Regions from separate parts of the Sus scrofa genome. Here region 2 is linked to region 1. A link is a contact called in public HiChIP or PLAC-seq data. All regions are on one chromosome and are shown on one strand. The core of a region is the stretch at or near the end of the contact, and the rest is flanking DNA. Distances in the headings are between cores, read along the strand shown.

The links. HiChIP or PLAC-seq counts read pairs in DNA pulled down with a chosen protein or histone mark.
Region 2: an H3K27ac HiChIP or PLAC-seq map of skeletal muscle shows a contact between it and region 1. The contact joins two enhancer-like sites. A contact is called at or near these places in 1 of 47 Hi-C or Micro-C datasets (skeletal muscle) and 1 of 2 datasets of contacts at active chromatin or transcription factors (skeletal muscle).

What each region holds. Positions count from the first base shown.
Region 1 is chr8:119,345,450-119,351,692 of Sscrofa11.1, forward strand. No RefSeq gene overlaps it. Among named protein-coding and RNA genes, the nearest start is that of PPP3CA, 81 kb to the right of the region's middle. Within about 2 kb of position 3,257, at least 6 of the 83 cell types and tissues checked have an H3K27ac peak or open chromatin away from gene starts, as enhancers often do. A contact at or near this core is called in skeletal muscle, where this site is marked.
Region 2 is chr8:119,535,178-119,541,420 of Sscrofa11.1, forward strand. The region is part of intron 1 of PPP3CA (protein phosphatase 3 catalytic subunit alpha); the gene reads left to right. Among named protein-coding and RNA genes, the nearest start is that of PPP3CA, 110 kb to the left of the region's middle. Within about 2 kb of position 3,609, at least 3 of the 83 cell types and tissues checked have an H3K27ac peak or open chromatin away from gene starts, as enhancers often do. A contact at or near this core is called in skeletal muscle, where this site is marked.

The DNA.
Region 1 (6,243 bases), core at 2,007-4,506:
AATATCTTTACATCTAATTTAGCCAAAAATATTGATAATATTTTTACATCTAATTTAATGTTTGCAAAGAGATGAAGCACCGAAAGAATTCTTTGTGAAGCAATATCAAAACATTGCATGAGCAGCCACAACACAGGGAAGAAATCATTGACATTAAGGTCAGGACATTAAAAGAATGGGGGTGGTTAACACAAAGGCATTTATAAATATATATTTCTTATGTCTGCAAGTGAATATTCCTATACCGAAAACATACCTGAAAGTGAGCAAGAGATGGTATGAGACCTGGAAAGAAAATGTTGACATACAGAACGGTTTAGGTTAATTAACTTATGATTTTAGCCATAAGTTAGAAAATATACCTAGCCAGGCTTCTAGCTAATTGAAGTTGGAAGCCAAATGGAGTGTGTTCTTTAGTGTTCTGGCCTCCAGTTCAGCTCCATGTCCTTCTGCTGGGGGCTATGTGACAGAGGCTTCTATAGGTTAGAGGCAGAGATGAATAAGCCTCTAGGAGGCTACATGGGTTACTGGAGAAAATGGGCACATTGGCACATGCTCCTTTTCTCTAAAAAGCCCAACTGAAAATTGGCTGTGTTGGATGGGAAGAGCATGAAAATGGCCAGGGCTGAGAATCATGAATATCTAAATCTTATTTCTCCCACAGCCACGCTCCTCGGGTTCCCCGAGGGAGATTCAGGGATAAAGAACACCTGGAGTTCCTGTCGTGGCGCAGTGGTTAACGAATCCGACTAGGAACCAGGAGGTTGCAGGTTCGGTCCCTGCCCTTGCTCAGTGGGTTAACGATCCGGCGTTGCCGTGAGCTGTGGTGTAGGTGGCAGACGCGGCTGGGATCCCGAGTTGCTGTGGCTCTGGCGTAGGCGGGTGGCTACAGCTCCGACTCGACCCCTAGTCTGGGAACCTCCATATGCCGCGGGAGCGGCCCAAAGAAATAGAAAAGACAAAAAATAAAACAAAAATAAAAATAAAGAACACCTGACGAGAAACAACCTCCTTGAAAGCTTTGGCAAGCAAACCCCACTGCAGAACCTTGGACACCTATCAGAAGGAATGAGGCCTCTTTTGGCCATTGCAGGGAGGCCTAAGAGTCCTCCTGGTACATAGAACTGATTTTCATGGGTGGCGAGGGAGGCAGGGCAGCTACCAGCTCTCCCAAGTCAGGAGCGTTCAGTGCGTCCCGGACTAGACATGACACACCAGACGAGGAGAGGCAAACTGTGGACATGAGGAAAACCATACTGACAAAGTCTCAGGATATAAACCCCCTTTCTCTCCATCCTGACAGTTGCAGTTCCTAGCACAATAACTGACCAGACACCCCTGTTTCTGTCATCTCCAGCTGTGTAACAAATCACCCTGAAATCTAATGGCTTAAAACACGATTTTCTCTCACAATTCTGCAAGGTGACCAGGCTCAGCTAGGTGGTTCTTCTCCTGCACCTGATATTGGCTGGGGGCTGCAGTCATTTGAGAGCTCAACTGGGCTGGAGCATCCAAGATGGCTCACTGGCAGATGATGCCAGCTGTGGGCTGGGAGCTCTCCTGGGCCTGTTGCCTGGAACACCTGCATGCATCCTTTCTCGGGGACTGGGGCTTCTCACTGCAGATTAGCTGGTGTCCGAGAGAATGCATCCTAACTGTTTGCATGCAAAGAATGAATTTGAAGCTGCTAGGGTTCTGAAGGTCAACGTTTAGAACAAGTACAATGCCACTTCTACTTCATTCTACTTAAATAGTCAGAGGGCTGGCCCAAATTCAGAAAAGAGGAAAACACACCAAAATAGAACTGCCAGATATTGGTAGTTGACTACCATCCTCGAACGTAAAATATCCCTCTCAGCATGCCCAAGAATGAAGTAAGGGACAGTGGCGAGATGGTGGTATGGGGAGTAGCTGTCAGTCTCCGTAGAGGCCAGCATCTTTTATCTAACGACCTTGAGTGAATTGGCCAGTGTTGTCACCCAGTTAGGTACTGGAGACAGTTGCCTAGTTGCTGACTGATTAAATACAAATCAGAATTTGCAACCAGAAGAATACAGATTGAAGAGGAGTCTAGGGAAATGGATGCTCAAAATGAGATGCGTTTAGGGAACCAAGTCAAGGGAACCCGGTGCGAGGTCTGACCTCACTGAGACTGGAAGCCAGCACTTCATCCAGAAAGTAGCATCCAGTCAAGAGTAAATGAACAGCCTACAGAATCAATAGAGCATTTAGCAAAATGCTTTTCTAAAGAATATTACATTGTTGACAGAACACTTTAAACTAACTAATGGAAAAAAACTAAAATCTTTTTAAAAAGCAAACTATGGATTGGAATACAGTTAATTCAGTTTATTATAATTTTTTATTTTTTTAATTTTTTATTATAGTTGATCTACAATGTTCTGTCAATTTCTGCTGTACAGCAAAGTGACCGAGTTATACATTTATATACATTATTTTTTTCACATTATCCTCCACCATATTCCATCACAAGTGATTAGATGTAGTTCCCTGCAGTTTCTTATAATTTAAATTGTCCTTCCTATTGTGCTTCTGGATAGACTCCCTCCCCTCCGACCAGATAAGCAGCCTTATTCTTTTAAAAAAACAATAATGATGAGCTATGAGTTTTCTTAAACTACCGGGAAGCAGAGTCTGTCCAACCAAAGGCAACTATGAACAACATTCAGTTACAGAAGGTAAAGGAATGGAGACTGAAAGAAGTGGAAAAAAACTTGAGCCAATTGCTTGTGTTTTTTTTTTTCCTATTTCAACTGATTAATTTACTTTTCAAATGAAAGCCAACCTAAGGAACAACAAAAATAACTCTTAACTGTTTCAAATTCACTGTTTAAATGTTCCTATATATTGCACTAATCCACTTTAAATACATTTTTTAAATTTGCTGCCTTTCACTATGTTTCTATTTTATCTGTCAGAGATTTTCTGGGGGAGCAAGTCTCCAATTTTATAACGGAAGTCAACAAGAAGATCAGCTTTCACATGTAGAGAACTGCTTTCATAGGCAATCTGCGTTTCACACAGGACAGGGTCATCTGTATTCTCTGGTGACAGTTCAGAGCTAGTAGCTGTTTTGCGGGGACCACTTTTCTGTTGTTACCTCAACATCAATTACTGGAGATTGCTTTATTTGATGGGGAGCTGAAAGAGATTGGGAAACAAATAATTTCTAATGGCTGAAACTGGAGTAGTCAGGCAAAGTTCCAGAGAGCAGCCGAGGCTGTAACTGCCCAGTTCCCACTGACATCAGTGTGAGTAATAAAACTAAATCCTCTGGAGATACTTTGAAATTTTAGCCTGCAGTATCTTTGGAAATGCTTCACAGTGAAATTTTATTTCCAACTCCACAGCCAATAGTTTTCCCAACCACCTCCTTCCCAATCTCCCAAACATGGAATAGCTTCTAACTCTGTTCATTTATGGGGATCACCTCAATTTATATCAAACAGGGCACGGGGATGGGTATGTCCAGCAGCCACTTCTGATTTACTCCTTTTCAAACAGTGTGGCAACAGCTCTTTCCCTCGCCCAGCAGACAGAGGAACGGTATACAAAGTCTTCTCCAAGTGTTCTAAGCCTGACCTGAAGAATGTGCAAAAAGGATGATTGATAAGCTTTACAGGAATGGATGTATTCGTAAGACTTGGCATACAACCCAACTCTTTTTCATGGACAAAAGGAGAAGAAACAGGAACCTTCAATGTGGTAGTTCTCTCTCCCCTCATCCCGTCTCTTTGGTTTAAGGTGTTTTTGTTGCTGCTGTTGTTGTTTTTAGGGTCACACCCACAGCACACGCAAGTTCCCAGGTTAGGGGTCAAATCGGGGTGGAAGCCACTGGCCTACGCCACAGCCACAGCCATGCGGGATCTGAGCCTCGTCTAACGATTTACCCAAAAGCTCATAGCAGCACCGGATCCTTAACCCACTAAGCAAGGCCAGGGATGGAACCTGTGTCCTCATGGATACCAGTCAGGTTCCTTACCACTGAGCCATAATGGGAACTCTCAGGTTTTAAGGTTTTTTAAGCTTTTTCATTCCTAAAAGGACTCAAACCACAGCTGCAATAAAATAAGATGTGCTACATGCTTATTTAACTTCTTAGTACCTCTGTGTGCCTCCCTCATTTAATGAGGATGTATTTAGACACTTACCCTCTCGGGTGACTGTAAGGATTAATGAATGTGAAATGCTTAGAAAAGAGTGGCAGGCACATAGTAAATATTCAGCACATGTTATATGTGTTTGCAAATCTTTCCACAGAATTTGGATTGCTAGGCTACATAGTTCAGCCCTAGTCTTCTTGTGAACTGATCATTTTACTATATCCTCCCCCCACTCCTTTTCTATACACATAAAATCATTACGTCTTATACCCAGAATTCTAAAGCAGTAGGTAAAAATAAAGGAGCTAGTGCTACCAATGACTGATAGGATAGTCATACATTATAAGAACATTTGGAAATTGACTACCTCCAGAAATGTTGATGGTGGGAGTGGTGGCGATGGTGGCTTACATTTAATGAGCCCTATGTGTTGTCCAGGCATTGTGCCCAAGCCACACAGTAGCCTTCTGATACAAGCGTTCTTGTCTCTATTTTATAGATAAGAAAACTGAGGCTCTTATGAATTGCCTCTGCTTCCTCTTTCTTGTACCTTCAGGCAAGTTTTGAAAGTGATGTCTACTTACTTGATCTTCATCCTTAACACCGCTGACTCATGAACCTAACCAAGGCCCACCTCAGCACTGAAACGAAACCTAATTATCCAAGGCCTCCTTGCTGCTGACTCAGATCAGCCCTTTCTCGCCGTATCTTACTTGATCTCACTCTGGCAAGTGATAATGTTGACCATTCCCTTCTTTTAAAAAAACGCCTGCTATCCTCAGTTTATAAACCACATTCTCCTGGTGTTTGCCTTTTCTACTGACCAGAGTCCCTTTTTAAGAGACCTGTCCCTTTGTGTCCCTTAAGAGACTGGCTTCTAAATATTTTTATTGCAACCATGAGAAGAAATATACTTCAAAACATAAATCTGTATTTAAAAACATATTTATACAGTTTCGGGAAACAGTCCTTCCTTACTTATGTGTAAATATATTCTGAGAAACTTTTTATATCATTAAAAATAATAACATTGGCATAACTCCTCATCTTAATTGCCTGGCTTACACATTTTTCAACATTCTGTGTCAACATTATGTATCATCTTTCATGGGGTTCAAACAAACCCTGAAGTGACCAGTCTGCTTGGTCACAGCTATCCAAACATCTGTCATCTACTAGCACATGGTGGTAGCAAAACCCAAGAGACTGGGTAATTGCTTTAGTTAAGCTCAAAAAAAGCTTTTAAAAGAATTATAATTAAGTCCCCCGAACATTTTTTTTTTTAAGAATGCTACATGTCAGAGGCATTTTGCTAAAAGTTTTCAACTGAATGAACAAATACTACTTTGAGGAATGGGTTTTAAATATTATAGAATAGATATCCCCTCTCATTTTAAATTACCAAAAATATCTACTACCAAAAAAAGCCACGCTTAACATTAGAGTAAATTATCATACGAGGATTAATTATTTTCTAATTTTAAGATTCCACTGCTTGATTTATTCCTAATGGGAAAGCAAACAGGCCTGTGCATCTCTTCTCATCGCTTCAAGCATCCCTTGCCCATTTATTAGCTCATTCACTCATCGATAGCTGCCTAGCATTTCCTGTGTCCATGGTATTGTACTTGAGACCACAAAGGATACAAATGAAAATCAAACATGGATTTGTCTCTCAATAGATGTAATGTTCTTTATTCATTCATTCAACATTTAAAAATAATGTTTTTCACTACTTTTCTGCCTCCCAAACATTCATGATATGTGACTGATTAACTTCTTACTTCAAGATCAATGCTTTTGAATCATGTTCAATTCAACTCCTGCTATAAAATCAAATCCAACAAGTCATTGTGTGAGGTTTTCTCCTTTTTTTCTTTGTTTTTTTCAAGTACTCTTTTCATCCTGAGAAAGCTTTATCTGTTAACAATTAACACTTAGATCCAAATGGGAGCGTGATTGGCTATGACTCAGTCATGTTACATGCAGTAAATATTAACCATCGAATAGATTTGAAAACTAGATAGCAAAATCCCAATAAACTGTATTTTTTGTCTATTTTTAGGACCTGTTTTCATGACTTTAGCAAAATTCATTACTCAGACAACAACCTGGTTTC
Region 2 (6,243 bases), core at 2,359-4,858, 190 kb after region 1:
TTTTTTATTACTCAAATGAATTTATCACATCTGTAGTTGTATAATGATCATAACAATCTGATTTCACAGGATTGGGAAGGAAGTATTTTGAAGCAGAGAGAAGGGTGATACAAGGAGGCCCATATAATTGATATGATGCCCTGAGTCAGCTCCAGAATAGAAAGGAATTTTCACTGTCCAGCGCAGTTCACAATGATTCTGAATTGAATTTATTTGAAAATACTCTTTTGGTCATGTGCTGTATGCAACATTTGTACAGATGTGCTTACCAATTTGCCACTGAATATGTGCGTTAATAAATTCATTTTAGTTTAGAAGCATGGCTATTAGAGCCAGATTTTTTTAGATTTGAATTCTTCTACGTACGACTCCATGATTTTTGACAAATTATTTAGCCCTGTATTTTGAGTTGTCATCTCCTTTATCTGTAAAGAAAGTTTTATAAATGAAGTAGATTCTAAGAGTAGATGCTACCTAATAGAGCTGTTATCAAGTTAATATTTATAAGGTGTTTAGGACAGGGCTAAGCAAATAGTAAGCACTGGATTAATATTGGCGTATAATTGAGAGAACTAGAATATTCCAGAACATAATGTTAAATATAACATTACCTATTGGAATCATTTGGTGATTTGGTCTTGGGTTTTTTTGTTTGTTTGTTTGTTTGTTTTTTGTTTTTTGTTTTAAGGCCGCTTCTGTGGATCCAAGCTGCGTCTGTGACCTAACCACAGCTTGTGGCAAAGCTGGAACCCTAACCCACTGAGCAAGGCCAGAGATTGAACCCATATCCTCATGGACACTATATTGGGTTCTTAATTTGCTAAGCCACAATGGGAACTCCTGGTCTTGTTTTTTAAAAATAATAATAATTATTATTTTTAATATTATTTGGTCTCACCCATGGCATATGGAAGTTCCTGGGCCAGGGATTGAATCTGAGCTTCAGCTGCGACCTTTGGCACAGCTGCAGCAACTTGGGATCTGTTAACCCATTGTGCCAGCTGGAGGATCAGTCCTGTGCCTTTGCAGTGACCTGAGCTGCTGCAGTCGGATTTTTTTTTTTTTTTTTTTTTTTTTTTTTTTTGCCTTTTCCAGGGCCGCTCCTGTGGCATATGGAGGTTCCCAGGCTAGGGGTCTAATCAGAGCTGTTGCTGCCAGCCTACACCACAGCCACAGCAACGCAAGATCCGAGCCACGTCTGCAACCTACCCCACACCTCACAGCAACGCCGGATCCTTAACCCACAAGTAAGGCCAGGGATCAAACCCACAACCTCGTGGTTCCTAGTTGGATTTGTTTCTGCTGCGCCAAGATGAGAACTCCTGCAGCCGGAATCTTAACCCACCGCAATACAGCGGGAATGCCTTAAAATTATTTTAAAACGTTCATTCTTTCATCCAGCAATTGTTGGTTGAGCCTTTGCTTTGTGTTAGCGATAGTAGCACTGAGACTGCCTCTGGTGTCAGTGCTACCTTTTCTCTGTTTCACACTTTTACCTTTACTGAGCCCTTACATGTGTTATTTGTGTGGCTCTCCTTTTAAAACTATGAGGTAGTTAAGAAAAGTTATATTGCCAGTCTTGGGATTAAGAAACTTTTCATAGGGTTGCAAAGATTGCCTCATTACAGGAAGTAAAGCCTAGGTCATTTCTTGCCCCTTTGTGGTACCATTTCATCGTAGGAAGAGCCTTGCTTACATAATTCCTGTGAAGTTTACTGTTGCCTCTGCAGGTCTATATATGGATCACTCAGCCCTAGGGCAAGCATACTGGTTTGTATCCTTCTAAGCCTGAGCCATGGTAATTCTATCCTTGAGCCCCCCCCCCCTTTTTTTTAATTTTTAGAAATATTTTTCTGAATATTACCAGCATTACATTTAAAAAATAAATTGAAAATATTTGATTTGGTCCCTAAACATTTTAGTATTCCTGATGTTTCTCTTTTTCTTTTGTGCCTTTGGCTTATCGAGTCTTGGCTTCCTTTTTTCTGTTTTATCTATTTGCATATCTGACTTCTTAACATTCCAGATTTAAATTCAAGGACCAACCTGCTTATTTTTCCTTCAGCACAGACAGAAATCTGAAGAAGGAGGGGAAAGAAGTAAAGCTGCCCATCGGACATATAATGGGCCTCTCTAATAGACCTGATTGAATTGATTACTCTAGCAGTTTACCCGGTGGAATAAAAAGCGTAAGGCACTCATCATTTAGTTATAAATTTATTCATTGCAAAGAGCCACATCCCATTAATTTCATGTAATTTGGTAATTCCCAGTAGCTGCTGCTGTAGTATGTGCTCCCCCTTGGTTTTGTTTAGTGATGTTCTCTGGAGAGAGGAGAACTCTATTGTGTACATAAACTTTAAAGGGCCAAAAGATTTTCAGAGCATTCACAGTTTTAACTGTAGCTTTGATCCTGCTTATATTCTCACCCTTAAAAATACTTGACAGTTTCTAAACTCAAGGATGTGTAGAACTGTAGAGTAAAATGATGTACAAACCAGTTGTTCTTGTGTTCCATTAGCTACCCCAAAAAGCAATTGCTCCTTTTACCCTCAATCTCTTTGATCAAACTATTGTAGACTCCATTCACTTAGGATCTAGCTGATGTCGGGGTACACTAAAATGTGCTTGAGCCCATGGTCACGCACCACCACAGGGGAGTATGTTTTAACCCTTACTGTGCCTGGAGAGTGTATATAGAATCCCTGTTGTAATTGATTACCTAAAGGAGTGATACTTTTTGACAAGTTAGCTTTAGTCAGTGTTGCACTATCAACTTTTTGCTTTGAATGCCTATTCTGTGTTCAAGGCCGGTAGCAGGATTAATGTGTCTTCATATTTTCTTTTACCATATGATTGAGGAAGAACTGGGAAAGCAGAGATGCATCATTAAATATGATCAGTTTTCACACTTTTGGTTTCTACTCATGAATTTGCATTTAACTATCGCTCTCATGTTTACCTTCTATTTGCTTTTCTCCATTGTTGCTTCTTGTTCCCAAATTGTGGTAATTAAATATCTTAACTCTCATGAGATCTTCTCCGGTGTCTGGATAGAATTATTTTCTTCTGGAGTTGTTGCTTTTCTTCTGTTTGTAAAGACAGAATTTTTAATTCTTTTTTTTTTTTTTTTAATTCTTGGTATGTGACATCAGTGAGTTTTTAGCACTTTAAGGAGTATTAAACAAAACGTTTAAATTTGGTTGGAAAGTAAAATTCAGCGAGACTGTGACTTCTTAAGAAAATGATTTATTTATTTGCTTCTGAGAAGAGATGTTTGTATTTGTAAATAGGAAGAAGCAAGGGAAGACCAAACCATCTAAGTTACATATGTAACCTTTCTCACTTACTGGCAGAAATAAACTTTTGTTTAAAGTTCTGCTTCTGGCATTCAGTGACTTCTCTCAATCTGTTTCCTGACCTTCAGTAAACTTTCTGTGAATAATAGTATTTGTAGATAGAGGAAGCTCATTTAGTTGTTGGCGATAGATGTGTATGTTTCAGTTATACTAGGGAGTACTGGCAAATCAGCAGATGGTTAGGTTAGAGTTTTGATCCTAAAAATAATTATGAGTCATCAAAGTGCCGGTAAAGTAATAATTGTGGAAGACATTCAAAACATCTTAGGTCAGAGAGAGAATTAAGTCTCAGAAGGCTAGGTGAGGGATAGTTGATAGGATACATTTGAGAACATAATTCCAGTTTCTGGTGAGCAGAGTAGATTCTCTCTTTACATTCGTTAAAATTGAAGGGCTTCCCACGCAAACAATCAAGATTCTAGCTTGTGGTATGAGATAACTATTGATTTTTGAAGTAGAAAAACTAGGATTTTTGAATCTTTAAGCTATGCACTCTGAGGTCTGCAAATAGCCCCGGGAGAGTTAAGTATTTTATATAGAGGAATGTAAGCTTCAATGTATTTCTTACACTTCCATTTTTAGTATTTTCCCTCATTTTTGATGTTTAAAATAAAACTTTTTTGTTATATATCTAAATTTTTAAATCATTTTATATAACAATATAATTATACTAAAGAGATTGTAAGCTTCTCTCTTGCTCTCTCTCTTTTTTTTTTTTTTTTTTTTTTTGGCTGCATCTGAGGCATATGGAATTTCCTAGGCCAGGGATTGACTCTGAGCTGCAGCTGAGATGGCAGTGCTGGATCCTTTAACCCATTGCGCCTGGCCAGGATCTAACCTGTACCTTTGCAGTGACGCAAGCCACTGTATTGGGATTCTTAACCCACTTGCCGCAGTGGGAATTCCTTTAAGCTTCTCTCTTAACTTAAAAATGAGATTTTAACTTTTCTTAACAAAGCTGAATTCTTTATTTCGTGAATTAAATTATTTTTGCCTGTAAGTAAATATTAGGTCTATTCTTAAGAAAAAAGTAGTTCAATGTGCATGATTAAAAGATATGAACTAGTCCACGACATCTATTTTAACCATACATTATATTCTCTATAAAAGTAAGAATAATTTTCTTGAGATATCTATAGAACTAATGTCATCCTCCTTTTAAGTGGTTTGTGGTCTCAGAGTGAAGGACAAGGTATTTAATCAGTTTAGGTAGTAATTTTTTTGTTTGACAGCTTAATAGGAAATAAACAGTGCGATGAAATGATGACTTGGTTTTAAAGCTTATTCACACATCTTTATTAAGAGATTAACTGTTGGCTTATGTTTTAAGAATGTGTTCATGTTTTGAAAGAAGGTATGAATGGATCTGTGGCAAAAAAAATTGATTTATTCTATAATATTTGTTGGCTGTTGTCTTGGGGCAAGTTGCTAGGAAATGGAGTCTGAGATTTGTGAATGCAAGGTCTACGGGGCAAGTACTGTCAAGATCTACACCTGTGGGCGACTGAAGCGGGTGAAGGTTGGAAAGAGGGAGAAGCTGGACCATGGTGCAGTTTCCATGGAGATGTGAGCCCATCTTATGGTGAGCTCTGGAGCTAGATGGCTCTTCCGAGTTGCCCCAGACGGAAGCGAGGTGACTGGCCTTTGCATTACTCCATCGACCAGAGAAGTGGTGCATCCTTGAGGGGTACAGTTGTGAACAGTCAACAACCAATGCTCCTGGAAGCTGGGGGAGGAGAGCCTTGATCCTAGAAGGGAGTCCTAAATGGGGGATCTGGGCAGCACGCGGCAGCATCTACTACAGTTGCCCAGTAAGAATCCAACTTTCATCTCAGCCAAAAAACAAACAAACAAGCAAACATGGTATTAAGAAGGCTTGTATTAACAAGTTAAAAATCTGTTATGAAGCTATGGATAAAAAATATGTTTAATTTATATTGATGGTAGTCAACCTAATCTTTATGCAAGCTCATTACTGGTTTGCTTTCTCTGGTATAAATTGATCTTGTATTTTACTTTACATGCTATTTTGAGTGGACATTGTTTAACCACTCAATAACTGAATCTCCACGTAACACCCAAACCCTTCACTCCCTGGAATGCTGATAAATCGAATTCACATGATTCAGCTGATGCAATGCTAATGTGATATTTCTCCACTCATGGGGAACTGTTACTATATGCACATTAGATTTGACTAATTGGGAAGTCACAGTGGCAGTTGTGATCTTTTCTGTTGGACTTGAAGTTTCCAGGACAACTCGTATTTTCAAACTAATAGAAGAAGGGTAGCCAGTGAAGGAAGACTTCTGAGGCCAGGTTTTTTGTTTTGTTTTGTTTCGTTCTTGGCTGCACCCAGCAGGTGGAAGTTCCTGGGCCAGGGGTGGAGCCTGTGCTGCAATTGTGGCGATGCTGGATCCTTTTAGCCTGCTGTGCCACATGGGAGCTTCCTCTGAGGATGCTTATTAATAATAATTATAACTAAGATAATAATTACTGTTACTTCTGATTATAATGATCCAGCTACCAAGTGCTTTGTATGGATTATTTTATTTAATGCTTATTAGTCTACTGTTGTAGGAGGTTTTGCATAGATTATGTGATATAATCATCATAATATCTCTAGGAAATAAGTTCTATTCTTATTCCAACTTTATAGATGAGAACACAGAAACTAGGGTCTTTACAAAACTAGTAAGCAGAAGAGCCAAGATTTTAAAAATTGGTGTTCTGAGTCCAAAGATGTTCTTAGGGACATGCTGATTATGTTTATTTGCAATAATATGTTGGTGGTAGAAGAATCAGGGATGATTGAAAAAAGAAATGTTCAGCAATTCAGAGGAAAAGAAACAATTTAAAAAAGTGCTCTCTTCTCACAGATACA